Regions from separate parts of the Mus musculus genome. Here regions 1, 2, 4 and 5 are each linked to region 3. The links are chromatin contacts, called in public HiCAR-type and promoter capture Hi-C maps. All regions are on one chromosome and are shown on one strand. The core of a region is the stretch at or near the end of the contact, and the rest is flanking DNA. Distances in the headings are between cores, read along the strand shown.

What was found. Promoter capture Hi-C pulls out the DNA fragments that hold promoters and counts their contacts. HiCAR-type assays count read pairs that join an accessible place to other places.
Region 1: a promoter capture Hi-C map of liver shows a contact between it and region 3, with 4 times the contacts expected there. The contact joins the promoter of Riox1 here to the promoter of Pcnx in region 3.
Region 2: a contact with region 3 is called in a HiCAR-type map of astrocytes, with 4 times the contacts expected there. The contact joins the promoter of Npc2 here to the promoter of Pcnx in region 3. A contact is called at or near these places in 1 of 39 promoter capture datasets (liver) and 1 of 115 datasets of contacts at active chromatin or transcription factors (astrocytes).
Region 4: a contact with region 3 is called in a promoter capture Hi-C map of pre-B cells, with 2.8 times the contacts expected there. The contact joins the promoter of Rad51b here to the promoter of Pcnx in region 3. A contact is called at or near these places in 2 of 39 promoter capture datasets (neutrophils and pre-B cells).
Region 5: a promoter capture Hi-C map of pre-B cells shows a contact between it and region 3, with 4 times the contacts expected there. The contact joins the promoter of Acot2 here to the promoter of Pcnx in region 3.

The regions. Positions count from the first base shown.
Region 1 is chr12:83,949,166-83,951,865 of GRCm38.p6, forward strand. It overlaps Riox1 (ribosomal oxygenase 1), which reads left to right and starts at 1,443. Exons shown (of 1, transcript NM_023633.3): 1 at 1,443-2,700. The coding sequence starts at 1,527. All of the region lies in intron 16 of Heatr4 (HEAT repeat containing 4), which reads right to left.
Region 2 is chr12:84,771,722-84,774,421 of GRCm38.p6, forward strand. It overlaps Npc2 (NPC intracellular cholesterol transporter 2), which reads right to left and starts at 1,391. Exons shown (of 4, transcript NM_023409.4): 1 at 1,065-1,391. The coding sequence starts at 1,146. Isca2 (iron-sulfur cluster assembly 2) reads left to right here and starts at 1,549. Exons shown (of 4, transcript NM_028863.1): 1 at 1,549-1,650; 2 at 1,854-1,956; 3 at 2,072-2,187. The coding sequence starts at 1,580.
Region 3 is chr12:81,858,614-81,861,313 of GRCm38.p6, forward strand. It overlaps Pcnx (pecanex homolog), which reads left to right and starts at 1,417. Exons shown (of 36, transcript NM_018814.3): 1 at 1,417-1,911. The coding sequence starts at 1,759.
Region 4 is chr12:79,296,002-79,298,712 of GRCm38.p6, forward strand. Rad51b (RAD51 paralog B) reads left to right here and starts at 1,281. Exons shown (of 11, transcript NM_009014.3): 1 at 1,281-1,331. It overlaps Zfyve26 (zinc finger, FYVE domain containing 26), which reads right to left and starts at 281. Exons shown (of 42, transcript NM_001008550.1): 1 at 225-281.
Region 5 is chr12:83,986,349-83,989,133 of GRCm38.p6, forward strand. It overlaps Acot2 (acyl-CoA thioesterase 2), which reads left to right and starts at 1,513. Exons shown (of 3, transcript NM_134188.3): 1 at 1,513-2,133. The coding sequence starts at 1,554.

The DNA of each region.
Region 1 (2,700 bases), core at 193-2,692, 2.1 Mb after region 3:
AATGAGCACGAAAGAGAATAGGGCTGGACATTTGCAGAGTTCGAGAGAGGAAGTGGGGATTGGCTGGGAGGAGAGACTCCAAGAGAGATAAGGAAAAGGAGAAAGAAAAAACAAAGAGCAGTCCGGGAGCCCAGAGAACCAGATCAGTACTAAAATGCTGCAAGTATCAGGAAGATTCTGTCGGGAAGGTGCTAGATTAGCATAAAGGATTAAAATAGAGTAACCTGCTCAGTTGTTGTGCCCTTAAAGCTTTTTGAGTAAATATACTAGTCCAGTCTCAATTCTTTGGGAGTTAGCTGGGTTAAGAGGAAAACTGCAACACACTATGTAAAATAACACTAACACCTGTCAAGTTGACAATCGGTGTTAACCATCACAGGTTCCAATCAATTCATTTAAGCTACCTAACTCCCTGAGAAAGTATTGCCATCCTGCCCAATCAAGACCTATGTTCTGCCAGGCATGGTGGTACATACATATGTAAAATACACACACACACACACACACACACACACACACACACACACACACACACACACTCACAAGAATGCTTGCAGAAGCGGTGTCTGCGGGGGGCTAGAGATGATGGTTCAGTGGTTAAAGAGTGTTTACGACTCTATCCAAGGATCAGAGAGAGATTTCCACAAACTACTGTACTAAGAGATTTCTCTGGCCTCCTTGAGACATACACGTACGCATGCACAAACTTTTTAAAAAGTCAGAAGCTTGAAGAAGAGGAGGAGGAGGAGAAACAGCCTATTGCAATGTCATATTGAGAGGCAAGCCCAGGAGTTTGAGGTTAGAAAGGACTATGTAGCAATACACTGACAAAGTGGAGAAGTCCCTAACTTCCTTTTCAGAGGAAGAATATTAATTACAAGCGGCTCACCCTGTAACCTCAGCCTTCCCCGTGCATGAACCACCATACCTGGCAAGGCTTTGTAACTGAGGAGAGAGAGGAAAAAGAAGAGGAGAGGCTTAACAATGAAGTTTTCTGCAGTGAAGAGAGCCAGTAAGAGCTGTGCTTCATACAGAATATCAAACTTTGCCTTCATTCCATTCTACCAGGAAACTGCCTAGGAACAAAAATGCCTACCACAAAAATGAGAAAGCGGACTAAAACAGGAAGCCAGGCTCAGCGCTGCACACCTTTAATCCCAGCAATCGCGAGGCAGAGACAGAAATCTCTGTGAGTTCAAAGCCAACTTGGCTCACCTAATAAGTTCTAGGACTATATAGCTACGGCTTCTGTAGAAAGATTCTGTCCCAGAAAAGCAAAAAAGAGGAATGAAGTTGTTTTCTTTTGAAATGCCTCGTGCCTTCTTTTCTTACACGGAGTCTTTATCTGGTAGAGAATTTTGCCTTGCCAGTGCATACTACCGCGGTTTTAAAAGGTGACAAACCGGGCTAGCTGTAGGACCCAGGAAGACGGTAGGCTTGGCCTACCCAGGGAATGCCGAAGGACTCGCCCCCTTCCCAGAAAGCACCACGGCCGCGGAAGCGTGGGACCCGCCGGCCGCCCCGCTATGGACGAGCTACCGAATGGCAACGGTGCGGCGCTGCTGAAGCGCGGGCGGGGGAGGCGCCGGCGGCACCCGCAGTCGCAGCCCCGCGGCGCGTCGGTCTTGGCCCTGCCCTTGCGGCCCCGGAAGATCCGAAGGCACCGGAAAAGTGCGGCGGCGTCCCGCGTGGCCGCGCTGAGAGCTCGCGCGCTCCGGAGCGAGGACTCGGACTCGAAAGTGGCGGTGGCCTCGGTTCGGGGCAAGCGGAAGAGGCCGGCAGAGCTGCTGGAGGCCTCGCGGTCGGCGGAGCCGCGGCCGGTGTCAGCGCGCCCGAGGTCGGCTTCGGCGACGCTGCCGAGCCGCGTGGAGGGATGGGCTGCGCTCTCCCGGAACCTGGGGACGGCCGCTCCGCCGCCGCCGGGCTCGCACGCGGATGAGCCGGGGCGACCCCGGGCTTCGCCGCTGCAGCAGGTACTGACGGAGCTGAACGGCATCCCCAGCAGCCGGAGGCGCGCCGCCCGCCTCTTCGAGTGGCTCCTGGCGCCCCTGCCTCCGGACCACTTCTACCGGCGGCTGTGGGAGCGGGAGGCGGTGCTGGTGCGGCGGCAGGACCGCAGCTACTACGAGGGTCTCTTCTCCACCGCCGACCTGGACTCGATGCTGCGCTACGAGGACGTGCAATTCGGGCAGCATCTGGACGCCGCGCGCTACGTCGATGGACGGCGGGAGACCTTGAACCCGCCGGGCCGCGCGCTTCCCGCCGCCGCGTGGTCCTTGTACCGAGCCGGCTGCTCCTTGCGCCTCCTGTGCCCGCAAGCCTTCTCGCCCACCGTGTGGCAGTTTCTGGCCGTGCTCCAGGAGCAGTTTGGCAGCATGGCGGGCTCCAACGTCTACCTCACGCCCCCGGACTCGCAGGGCTTTGCTCCTCACTACGATGACATCGAGGCTTTCGTGTTGCAGCTGGAAGGTCGGAAACTCTGGCGCGTCTACCGACCGCGGGACCCGAGTGAGGAGTTGGCCCTGACATCTAGTCCCAACTTCAGCCAGGAGGACCTTGGTGAGCCTGTGCTGCAAACGGTACTGGAACCTGGAGACCTGCTCTATTTTCCTCGGGGCTTCATTCACCAAGCTGAATGTCAGGATGGAGTCCACTCCCTACACCTCACCTTGTCCACCTACCAGCGCAATACATGGGGTG
Region 2 (2,700 bases), core at 141-2,640, 2.9 Mb after region 3:
AGTGCAGGTAGGTAGCTGAGAAGGCCCAGAGTTGGGGTATAAGCAGGTATAACCTGATGTGGGAATTGAACTCTAACCCTCCGGAATAGTAGTTCCCCTTAACCACTAAGCCATCTCTCCAGTCCTAATAACTCTTTAACTTACTGCTTCATTATGGTCTGTTTCCCCCTGCTCAAATATTTTACAAAATCAGTTTGTCTTTCGACCATCACTGCTGCCTTTTCCACCCCGGGCCCCTGCACTGCTCCCACAACTAAGTGTACAGGCTTGACTGGACAAACTCAGAATTTCTACCCTCTATTATATTTTCCAATAAAGAGTCCAGGGGCAGCGTTGGGAGGGAGGCATCACATGATGTCACTAGAAATACGAATTTTATAGGAGACAAGGATCAAGAATCATGAAATTCATTAGAACAATGGAAACCCTACTTTGTAAATGAATGTTATGAGAAGGAGAACTAGCTTTTGTCTCGTTAGTGGGGGTGGGGTGGGGAGGGGAGGTGGATGGTACTTCTAAGACCAGAGCAGGATTGACAGGGATTTGGAAGGCCAAACTGGGCTACAGAGTGAGGCTGCCTCAGCCCGCTCCCAACCAAACTTCAAACGAACAAAGGGAGAAAGGCCAGTGACGATACAAGGCATAAATCAAAATAAGTCCCGTGCCTATTCCTTCAATCCGTGTTGGATGCAGACCTGCTGTCTATCCTATTGTTTTATTTTTTGCTTTTATTTGTTTACTTTTTTCAGACAGGGTTCAATAAATCCAGGCTAGTCTTAAATTCGCAATCCTCCTCCGTCCATTGAAATCTCAAAGCCCTTGAGCGCTGCAATATATGCCCGCTTGATGTTCACCCAAGAAACTTTAGTGAACTTCAGCACACGGTTCGCCTTGTGAGTGTTTTAGATTATCCCAAAACACGAAATGCAAGGAGAAACAAAGTTGTGCGGAGGGGTTAAGTTTCATCAAGACTAGTACCTTCGGTCCCAACCTAGTCAATTCCACGTTCCAGCAACCCGCCCAATCCACCCCCGGGGGTCTCCTCGAGTGGGCTCAGGGCTCACCGCAGTCCTTGAAGTGCAGGGGCTCCGCCTGGCTGGCAGCGACCAGCGCCAGCAGCAGGATCGTGGCGGCCAGAAAACGCATCGTGGATATGAAAGCTCTGCAATCTAGGAAGGAAAAGCAGCCCGAGCAGTCACAAGATAAACTTGTCCCGGACCGAGGGTGGAGCCAGATCAGGCCACTTGTGAGCAGTAACCAGCGAAGGCCCGCCCGCGCCCCGCCCTGGGCTCCGGGGCCGCCTGGCCTGCAGCTCGCCCTTTATCTCCGCCCATCTCTTCCGCTTCCAGGCAGGGCCTACGGAGAACTCGCTCTTTGCGTTCGCCCCGCTCTATTGGTACCGACCCACTTCGGCAAGTGGAAGCGTTCTCTGTCAATCAAAGCCCTCTTATCTCGCTATACCCAATAGGCACGCTTGGGGGCGGAGGCTCGATGCAGCCCCGCCCCCTTCTCCCCTCCTCCGGAAGCCCAGGCTAGGCGGGGATTTGGACCATGCTAGGGGCGGAGCTTGCGGAGTAAGATGGCGGCCTCCAGGGCCTTGTCCCTAACTGCCGAGGCGGTCAGGGCTGTCATTCCTAGGCGCTCGGGAAGGTATCGAGGGTGGAACGTCACTTAGGAAGGGTGTTGGGTTCTGCGTCTTCAGGATAGATGGGAGGCTAAATCTCACGCGGGGTGGGGTGTGGGGTGAAGGCTTGGCAGTTCAGAAGAAAGTGTCCCCAGATTTGGGTACGAGGTGTCCATAGAGGGTCATCTGGTGCCATTTCCCGGGTTCGTCTCCCTTCTTTACATCGCAGGCTCCTCGCCGTCTTTCCCAGGCTTTTGACCCGCTGGGAAACAACATCTTCCATTCCAGAGGCTGGCGAGGGACAGATCCGCCTCACAGACAGCTGCGTCCAGGTAGGAGGTCGGACGCGGGGCGGCGGTGCCCAGGAGGGCTCTAGAAGACTTCCTAGTCACCCGTCCCGTTATCTCCGCTTGCTTGGCATTCTTGATCCTCTTTCCTGAATTTCAGAGGCTTCTGGAAATCACCGAAGGGTCAGAATTCCTCAGGCTGCAAGTAGAGGGAGGTGGATGCTCCGGATTCCAATACAAATTTTCACTGGATACAGTTATTAACCCCGACGACAGGCAAGGAGGACGGATGGGTCGCTAGAGGCTGTATCAGAGGATAAAAGTGGCCCCAATTTATTCCAAACTTCCAAGCGTCTAAGTCTGCTTAACACTACCACCCTCTCCGTTCTGTGAGGATACAGCAAAGATTTGTCCTCTTGTTTAAAAATAAGGAAGAACATTGACTTAGCGTCCGTTAGGTAGTCAAGTTGAGAAAGGCTGAACTAGGGCTGGAGAGATGGCTCAGCGGTTAAGAGCACTGGCTGCTCTTTCACAGGACCTAAGTTCAGTTTCCAGCAACCACATAGTGGCTCACAACTATCTGTAGTGAGATTTGATGCCTTCTTCTGGTGTGTCTGGGGAGAGCAACGGTATACTCACATAAAATAAATGAATAAATAAGTGTTTAAAATATATATATACACCAAGGTTCCACCCTAAGAAAAAGGCTGGACTAGTTTCAGTCCGAGCCCTTAAATAATCCTTCTGTTTTTTTTTACGTTGAATCTTTCTGCTTCAGTCCGTTCCGTC
Region 3 (2,700 bases), core at 167-2,666:
TGATTATACAACGGAAAGTGGTGTTCTTCCTACCTGAAAGGTTCTTACAATCTCTGGAAGGCTTCTTAAAACTTTTTGGTTTTTCCCTAGTCTCTCACCCAGTTTCCCTAGAGAGATAATGTGAGAATTTCCTTTTCTAAGTCATTCTGAGGTGATGCCCCCATCACCTTTGAGAACAGCTGACTATATCCTTAAGCCTGAAGGTCCTGCCTGAGTTCTAACTCCTACCTGAGTGGATATGAAAGGCTCAGTCCATGCTGCTAGGATGAACGCTGACTTCTGAGCACTCCACAGCTTATTACTTATGAGAACCTGGGCAATCACTCTGAGTGGCAGAGCCCTCACTGGTAAAAATAAGGATAGCCCTGGCTGTGTTAAAGGAGCGTTGTGAAGGTTAAGTGGAGCAGGTGTGAGCATAACCAGCTATACAGTGGCATGATACCCAGAGGCACTGCGATGGGTTTTAACCACTTCTTAAAATGTCACCAACTGCTCTGTCTCACTTGCTTTCCTCATTAATTATAGCAACTTTAATCTGGGAAAACAGAGTACGTTTATTGCTACAATAAACTCAACCTTCAAACCCTTAAAAAAAAAAAGCCATCCAGTGAGATCAGACATACTTCAGAAACATTAGACTGGGCCAAGAATGATTCCCAGTTTTCACAGCTATAAAAAGAGAAGTACAAGACCCCATTCAAAGTTTGGGTGGAGTCAGGAATCTTTCAACTCTGCTGAGATTGGCCCATTGATAAAAATGGTTACTAGTTGCACCACATGAAAAAGAAAAGTTGTGGTGCAAGCATAACTTGGTCATGTCATACTTTTGTATCTCTTGCAGCTTGTATTAATTTACACCTATTTGGAAGCAGTAAAGCTTCTAGTTCTTGACGTCGTCGCCCTTTTTCTCACTCAAGCTGCTTCGGGTCCAAAAAAGGGTAACACAGTTCTTTTCAACTCTGCTTTAATTCTTCCAGTCCTGCAGTGTCAAACTCAGACAGTTTACCCCCAAATGTTTTTTACTTGTTTTGTCTTGGGCAATTGCCACAAACGGCAGCCCCTGCAAGGTCTACGAATTCTGGAAGTCTGGAAGTCCGCTCGACTTTAAAGAGCTTGCAGTGGTCGGTCATGCCCGGTGCAGTGCCATCCGGGTTGCAAACTCGGACCCGACCGGATCCCACCCCACCCCACCCCACCCGACCCCACCCCACCCCACCCGACCCCACCCCCATCCCCACCCCGGCCAGATGCTGCTTCTGCAGGCTTCTCCCAACAGGAGGCGCCCGTGCGACCCAGGCGCTGCGCGTACCCGTGGGGACCGCTCCGCGGGTGGAGGGAGCAGGAGGAGGAGCCGGAGGGGGCGCGGCTTCCTCCGCGTCCTGCCGGGCGCCCGCTCGCCTGCTCCGCCGGGCCGAGGCTGGCGGCCGGCGGGGGTCGCGGCGGCGGAGGCGGCGGCGGCGGCGGCAGCGCTGGCGGACTGGGCTCGGGCTCGGAGCTCGAAGACAAGATGGCGGCGGCGCTCAGGAGCCCGGCCTCCTCCTCCTCCTCGCCGCTCTCCGCCCTGCCGCTCGCCGCCTCCTCCTCCGCCGTCTCCTCCTCCTCCTCCTCGTGCAGCAGCACCAGCGAGCGCCGCGGCGCCGGGCCGCTCTCCCGGAGCTCGGGAGGGGGCTAGACCGGTCCGCGGGCGCGCAGGCGACGAGGCCGAAGCTGGGGCCGGGGCGGGGACGGCGGCGGCGGCGGCGGCGACGCCGGGTGGGGATGGGGTCGCAGACGCTGCAGATCCTCCGGCAGGGGGTGTGGGCCGCGCTCAGCGGCGGCTGGTACTACGACCCGCACCAGGCCACCTTCGTGAACGCGCTCCACCTCTACCTGTGGCTCTTTCTGCTCGGCCTGCCCTTCACGCTTTACATGGTGAGTGGGGGCGGGGACGGGGACCCGCAGCGGACGCTCGGCTGTGATCCTCGGGGGCCCGGGGGTCGCGCCCCTGTCCTCCCCGCGTCCCGCGGTCCCGGCGGCGGGCGGACGCTCCCCTCCCCCGCTGGCTCCGCTCCGGGCCCCGGGTTTCCCGTGTTTTCAGCACCTCCCTTCCCGCCGGTCCCCGGCCGGGTCCCGCTTTCCTAGCGCCTCTCGTGCGGGTCTGCGTAACTGGCGCCCCGAGGCCTTCCATCGGGGGTCCCCGGTCGTTCCCCGGGCCTCGGACTATCTACCTCCCGCTCCCCGGGGGCATCCCCGCCCGCACCTCGGCCCCCGGCTGTGTGCGGAGCCCGGGGGAGGCCGTGCGCGCTCCGGCAGAAACGGAGTCGCAGGGTGTCCCGGCTCGTACTCGCTTCCCGTGCTGGGGGAAACCCCCAGCGGGCTCGCGCCTCCGCAAACCGCTGATCGGTTGAGTGCGGGTTCCATTCGGTTCAGCCCCGCGGCGAGGGACCGCGGTGTTGTCAGGCTAGCGCTGCCGGCAGGGAGCGGGGAGATACGAGAGCCTGGCTGGCGTTTGTTTGCGTTGGTTCAAGGCCTTTGACTGGCTGGGAAAAGGAGAGTGCCGCCGCCTGTTGCTTGGTGCTCTCGGTCCAGTTTCTCTGAAGTGTTTTTGGTGTTCCCAGACGGTTTCCTTCTATAGCCAAGGCTGGCCTGAGAGTCACTGTGCAGTCCAGGCCTCAGGAGTGTTTTTAGAGGATGTTTTCCTGAAAGATGTTTGCACATTTC
Region 4 (2,711 bases), core at 31-2,530, 2.6 Mb before region 3:
ATTCCCTCCTGAACATTTTGTCAGGCTACAAATCTCTAGGTTGGTGGATGCCTTGGTAAGGATGAAAACTCCCTTGGTTAGAGCCTTCTGTTAAGACAGAGGCTAAAGATTAGGGGATCAATCTGGGACTGAACTGTGGAGCCGGGAGGCTGGGGGACAGGGATGCTCCCCCTAGCGGGGTCGTGGACAGCACCCTCGCAATCTTCCCTGCGCCTTACACTCACCTGCTCCGGGAGTCGAATGCATTTTCCCGTCCAGAGCAGCCATGTTTGATCCCGGTCAGGTGACAAGTCCCATTGCGAAGAGTGGTGGAACGGGCGGCGATGACGAAAGAGAGCGCCACTCTTATTGGCTCAGGAGAAGCAAGATGCAAATCAAGTGCCGTGTTTGTTTGAATCACGTGATGCCACCTGATTGCTACGGGGACTCTAAGGAAGAGTTAGATCCGCTAGCTACAGGACTGAGGACTCTCCCTAATTATGATTGCTCCTTCTCGCAACATCCACAGTTATTCATTTCGGGGGAGCTGGGGCCAGGAATATCTGTGTTCCACGCTCCGTACCCGCCACTGTTTTGTTTTGTTTTTGATGTCAACATTTTCTCCGTGCCAACCAGTGATAGATGATAGGTTAGCCACAGGAATTCTGGATCTTCCTGTATCATTATTCTATCTAATTCTATCGTGTGTATATCATATATAATTATATATCCATCGAAAGACTGAGGTCGGTACAAAGGAGTTGCAAACGAAAACAAAGAGTGAGCAAAGGCTTTTCACAAATCATGTAATCAAGTCAGTTCTTAAGTTTATTAGTTTTTCTTAACGCAGCTGTTTTAAATACGAAACCTACTTGACTTCTTTTATTTTTTCAACTAAACTGAGTGGTTCTTTTTCAATGTATTTTAGTTTGAGACGCTTTAGTTAGTATTTCCCGGACATTTTCACCATCTAAATGTGTTGAACAGTGCAAAGGAAACACAAAACTCTCATCCCAAAACGGGAATAGGGCATATTGCCCACCCTTTTTCCAACCCCTCAGCCCCCCAAAAGAACCTTCTCTGGCCCAGGAAATAACTTTAAAATGCGATTCACTGAGGAAAAGAATTTCCAGTCAGGGTTTTCCCTCCTCTACATTCGTCTTGAAAGGTTCCGCTCCTCGATTTAAGCAATCACTACAAAGGAAAAATTTAATTAGATTAACCTTCGAGACTGAACTACAATTCCCAAAATACAGCTGGGCTAACCCGAGATTTTCCTGCTTCTGATTGGATAAGTCGCCAGAGTACCAACCAACCAGAGCCCCAGATGTTGCTGCTCGCACTTTTCGCGGGTAATTGTGTGAGGGTGGGGGAAACTTTGAAAGTTCCACGCTGCTGACCTGGTACTGGAGTTTTCTGAGGGGGCAGTTGTGGGGAGGAAGGTGTGTTCATTATCTTGTGCTCCCTCTTGGAGCCTGTGGCTGTTGATACCGGGGTCGCGGAGAGTCCTGCGTGTTGAGCACGTACTCTGTAACGGGGCTCGTCCCTGGAACCCGGACGGGGTCCTGGAGCTTCCGACTTCCTCTAGGGAGGCGAGTGATGCTTGTAAGGTGCTCTGTTTTATTAGGAAGTTTTGCGTCAGGTTTTCTAACTCTTGATACTTCTTCCTCCGCTCTTGGGCAAATTAGGCATCCGGGCAAGTTTAGGGACTGTCAAACTTGTGGTGTTAAGAGCGCGGAATCTGGAGTCAGATCTCTGGATTCGAATGTTGGCTCGATCCCTTGGCTAGTTCGTGTGTTTATTAAAAACATCCGAAGCATTTAAAACTAGTGTCTGGCGCATAATAATGGCCCAATAAATAAATTAACCCCTCAGCCTCCTCAAAATAGCTGGGTTTTGTTGCTTCACTATTTTTATTGAGCGCCTAACAGAAATTCAGTCTGAGATGCTGTCTCCTCTGTCTCGTACGCGCTTACGCACACATCAGGAAGAAAGAAAAGCATACACTATAATAACGCACAGATCAGATTAAGGAAGAAATAAGTGCAAAGTGTGGAGATAGCACTCGAGAGGAAGTGACTGGTTGGCGAAGGGTTTGTGTGGAGAAATATGTGTTTGAGTAACCTAACCTAACGTTGTGGATAGTCACGTTAGAAGAATCACATGTCTATAATGAGTGCCTACCTTGAGCGTTATGCACCAGCTCTGGAGTAGAAATTAGAATCACCGTTGTTTTACACATGAGGACAACTTTGCTCGAAAGACAAGAGCTAAGTAAGAGATGCCCTTTTCAAGTTGAAAAAAAATATGATTGATCATAAAAGTTTGGAAGTTGTCATATGATGGTCCCATGAAGCATTTTAAGCAATGAAACTAACTTTTAAGGGAACTACTTTTAGTAGGATTGTGACATGCAACCTAATTTTTTTCAGACCAATTCGAGACTTCTCCCTGTCTATCTCAGTAGCACGTGCACATAGCAACTACAATACCTGTCACATAAATGTAGTTACTTGAATATATGTCTCTTCATTCTTCAATTGTAAGTATGCAAAAGGGAGGACATAAGCTTAGCATAGCATGTGCTTAATATTGGTGAAAGAAACAAATGAATAGAGAATGTTATATTTGGAGAGTTTATATTATATTTGGGAGAGTAGGGAAAAAACTTGAAGCCATAAGCAGAATCGAGGGCAAGTAGTGAGAGTGGTACTGTTAAATCAGAGTGATTA
Region 5 (2,785 bases), core at 263-2,762, 2.1 Mb after region 3:
TTCCAGTTGCCTAGCTGTGTGTGCCTTAGCAAATCAGGCTCTCTGGTTCTAATTGTTCACCAAATAGGGTTCTTATTAGGATTAAAAATAAGCTATTATTATTATTTACTTTTTTTGGTTCCTGGGACTGGATGCACAAAATAAGGTTGAAGAATCCATAGTAGCAATACAAAAACAGTTATTTCCAAGTTCCATGACCAGTGCGGTGCGAGGTCATTTGAAACTCGGTGAAAAGTTTTGCCTGGGCAAGATCTTCAAGGTAGATACCCTAGCCTGCTTTTTCTATAAGTGTGATAAAACTCCGACCAAAAACAGCTAGCGGAGGAAAAGGTGTATTTGGCATTCATTTCCTGAGGAAAGTCAAACAGCAACTCAAGCAGGGGGCGTGAACCACAGGGGAGCAATGACTTGTTTCCCTACACACACACACACACACACACACACACACACACCGTTTGTATGTCTCTGATCCCTAGAGTTGAACTTGCAGAATGCTGTGAGCTCCCTTATGGCTGAGGGAAATGAGTTCAAGTCCTTCGGAAGAACAGCCTGTACTTTTAACCTCTGAGCTAATTCTCCAGGCCCCATCCCCACCCCCAGCTTTCTAATAAAATCTAGCTGACCTGCCCAGCGTGGAACCTCCCGCAGTGGGCTAGGTCCTCCCACACAAACCATCAGTGACACATAGGCCAATATGATACAGGCATTGCCCCAAGTGAGGATCCCTGCCTATTCCAAGGTGTTTCTAGTTTGGGTCAAGTAAACAAAATCTAACACAGTTGTCTTCTTAGGAACAGAGACAAATACAACTTATATAGTCTCAGGTTTCTGTAATAATAAAGATGTGCAATAATCCTTGTAAGGTTTAAGGCCTTGGAAGAAAAAAAAATCACTGATTGGAAGCAATAGCTTATATAACACTTGGGAAATGTGTAAAATCCGGGATGAGTAGGAAAAAGTGTTTGCCTAGAGGGTCAAAAGACGAGCTCAATGTAAACTATGACATCATTTGACTATTTTTACACGAGTGTGGAATGTAGGTAAAGGGTCACACAGCCCATGAGACATTAAGGCCATTGGACATGGACATTAATGTGTAGACTAAGCACGCGCAAACAGCACACAAACAAAATATCATGATGCACGTTTTTGAAAGAACAGTCCTAAGATTAGTAACGAGTGTCTATTACTCTAGGACGTGATGAAACTCAATTGCAATCTCACATTCTTGACTCTGCAACCTTAGGAATTTGGCGACTGGAGGTTTCATTGGGTGAGAGGCTTTTAAGAGCGAGCCCTGGTCCAGCCCACTTTTCATGGGGTAAAGAGCACCTGAAAAACAGTGCTAGGTTCCGGATATAACGGAGTCTTAACGCACAGACGCCTTAGTCAAAGCGTCACTACTACTTTTGCTTTTGTTGCTTGCTTTGCTCTGTGATCCTCCCAGCTCAGCAAGCACACAGCTCAGTCTAAGGACTGCAGGCAGGCAGCTGGCCACTAGAGGATCTCTTAACTTTCTCTGCGGAACCGAGGGCTGAAGTCAACGACGCAAAATGGTGGCCTCGTCTTTCGCTGTCCTGAGAGCAAGCAGGTTGTGCCAACAGGATTGGAAGAGCTGGGCGCGGCTGTTTGTACCTCCGCCGCTCAGCACTGGTGGCCGGACCACTTGGGCGCGGACAAATGCGACGCTGAGCGTAGAGCCCGAGGGCCGCAGCTGCTGGGACGAGCCGCTGAGCATCGCCGTGCGCGGCCTGGCCCCCGAGCAGCCCGTCACGCTGCGCTCTGCCTTGCGCGACGAGAAGGGCGCGCTCTTCCGAGCCCACGCGCGCTACCGCGCCGACGCTGGCGGCGAGCTGAACCTGGCGCGCGCGCCCGCGCTGGGCGGCAGCTTCTCGGGGCTCGAGCCCATGGGGCTGCTCTGGGCCATGGAGCCCGAACGGCCTCTCTGGCGCCTGATCAAGCGCGACGTGCAGACGCCCTTCTTGGTGGAGCTGGAGGTGCTGGACGGACACGAGCCCGATGGCGGGCAGCGGCTGGCGCAGGCGGTGCACGAGCGTCACTTCTTGGCTCCCGGGGTGCGGCGCGTGCCCGTACGAGAGGGCCGGGTGCGCGCCACGCTCTTCCTGCCCCCAGGTGAGCAGCCCTCCACATTTCCCTTTGCTCAAAGTTCCCTGTGGGTGTTTGTTTGTTTGTTTGCTTTTGGTTTTTTTTGAGACAGGGTTTCTTGTATAGCCCTGGCTGTCCTGGAACTCACTCTAGACCAGGCTGGCCTCGAACTCAGAAGTGAAGAAAAGGGTAGCTCCAAATGATCTAGGACTTGGTGGGAAGGAGATAGGACTGGACTGGACTGGACTGGACCGGAAGAAGCCTGTTATAGTGATGCTGTTTGCCTGAAGCTGGTCCTTCAATTCCGCTGCTAAATTAAAAGGGCATCATAAGACAAGGGGAGAGGCTCCTAATAATAAAGTCCGCAGTGTTACACCCACATCCCCTAATGTTCTTTTAGAATGTCTTCTGTCTTTTCTTGTGGCAGTGTGGGAACTCAAACTTGGCAAGCACTCTTCTACGAAGTTTCCAATATTTTTAATTTTTCTTGGTTTTTAGCTGCATATGGAGGTTCCAGCAAAGGAGGCAGGAGAATCAACAGAACTCTCAGGCAGTGATGGGGGAAAGAACTCTCAGGAGAAGCCATTAGTATTCTGACATTGAGACAAGCTTCATACACTTGGGCTAGAGGGTGTGGCTCCGTTGGTAGAGTGCTTGCTTGGAGTAGTACTGGGTGCTA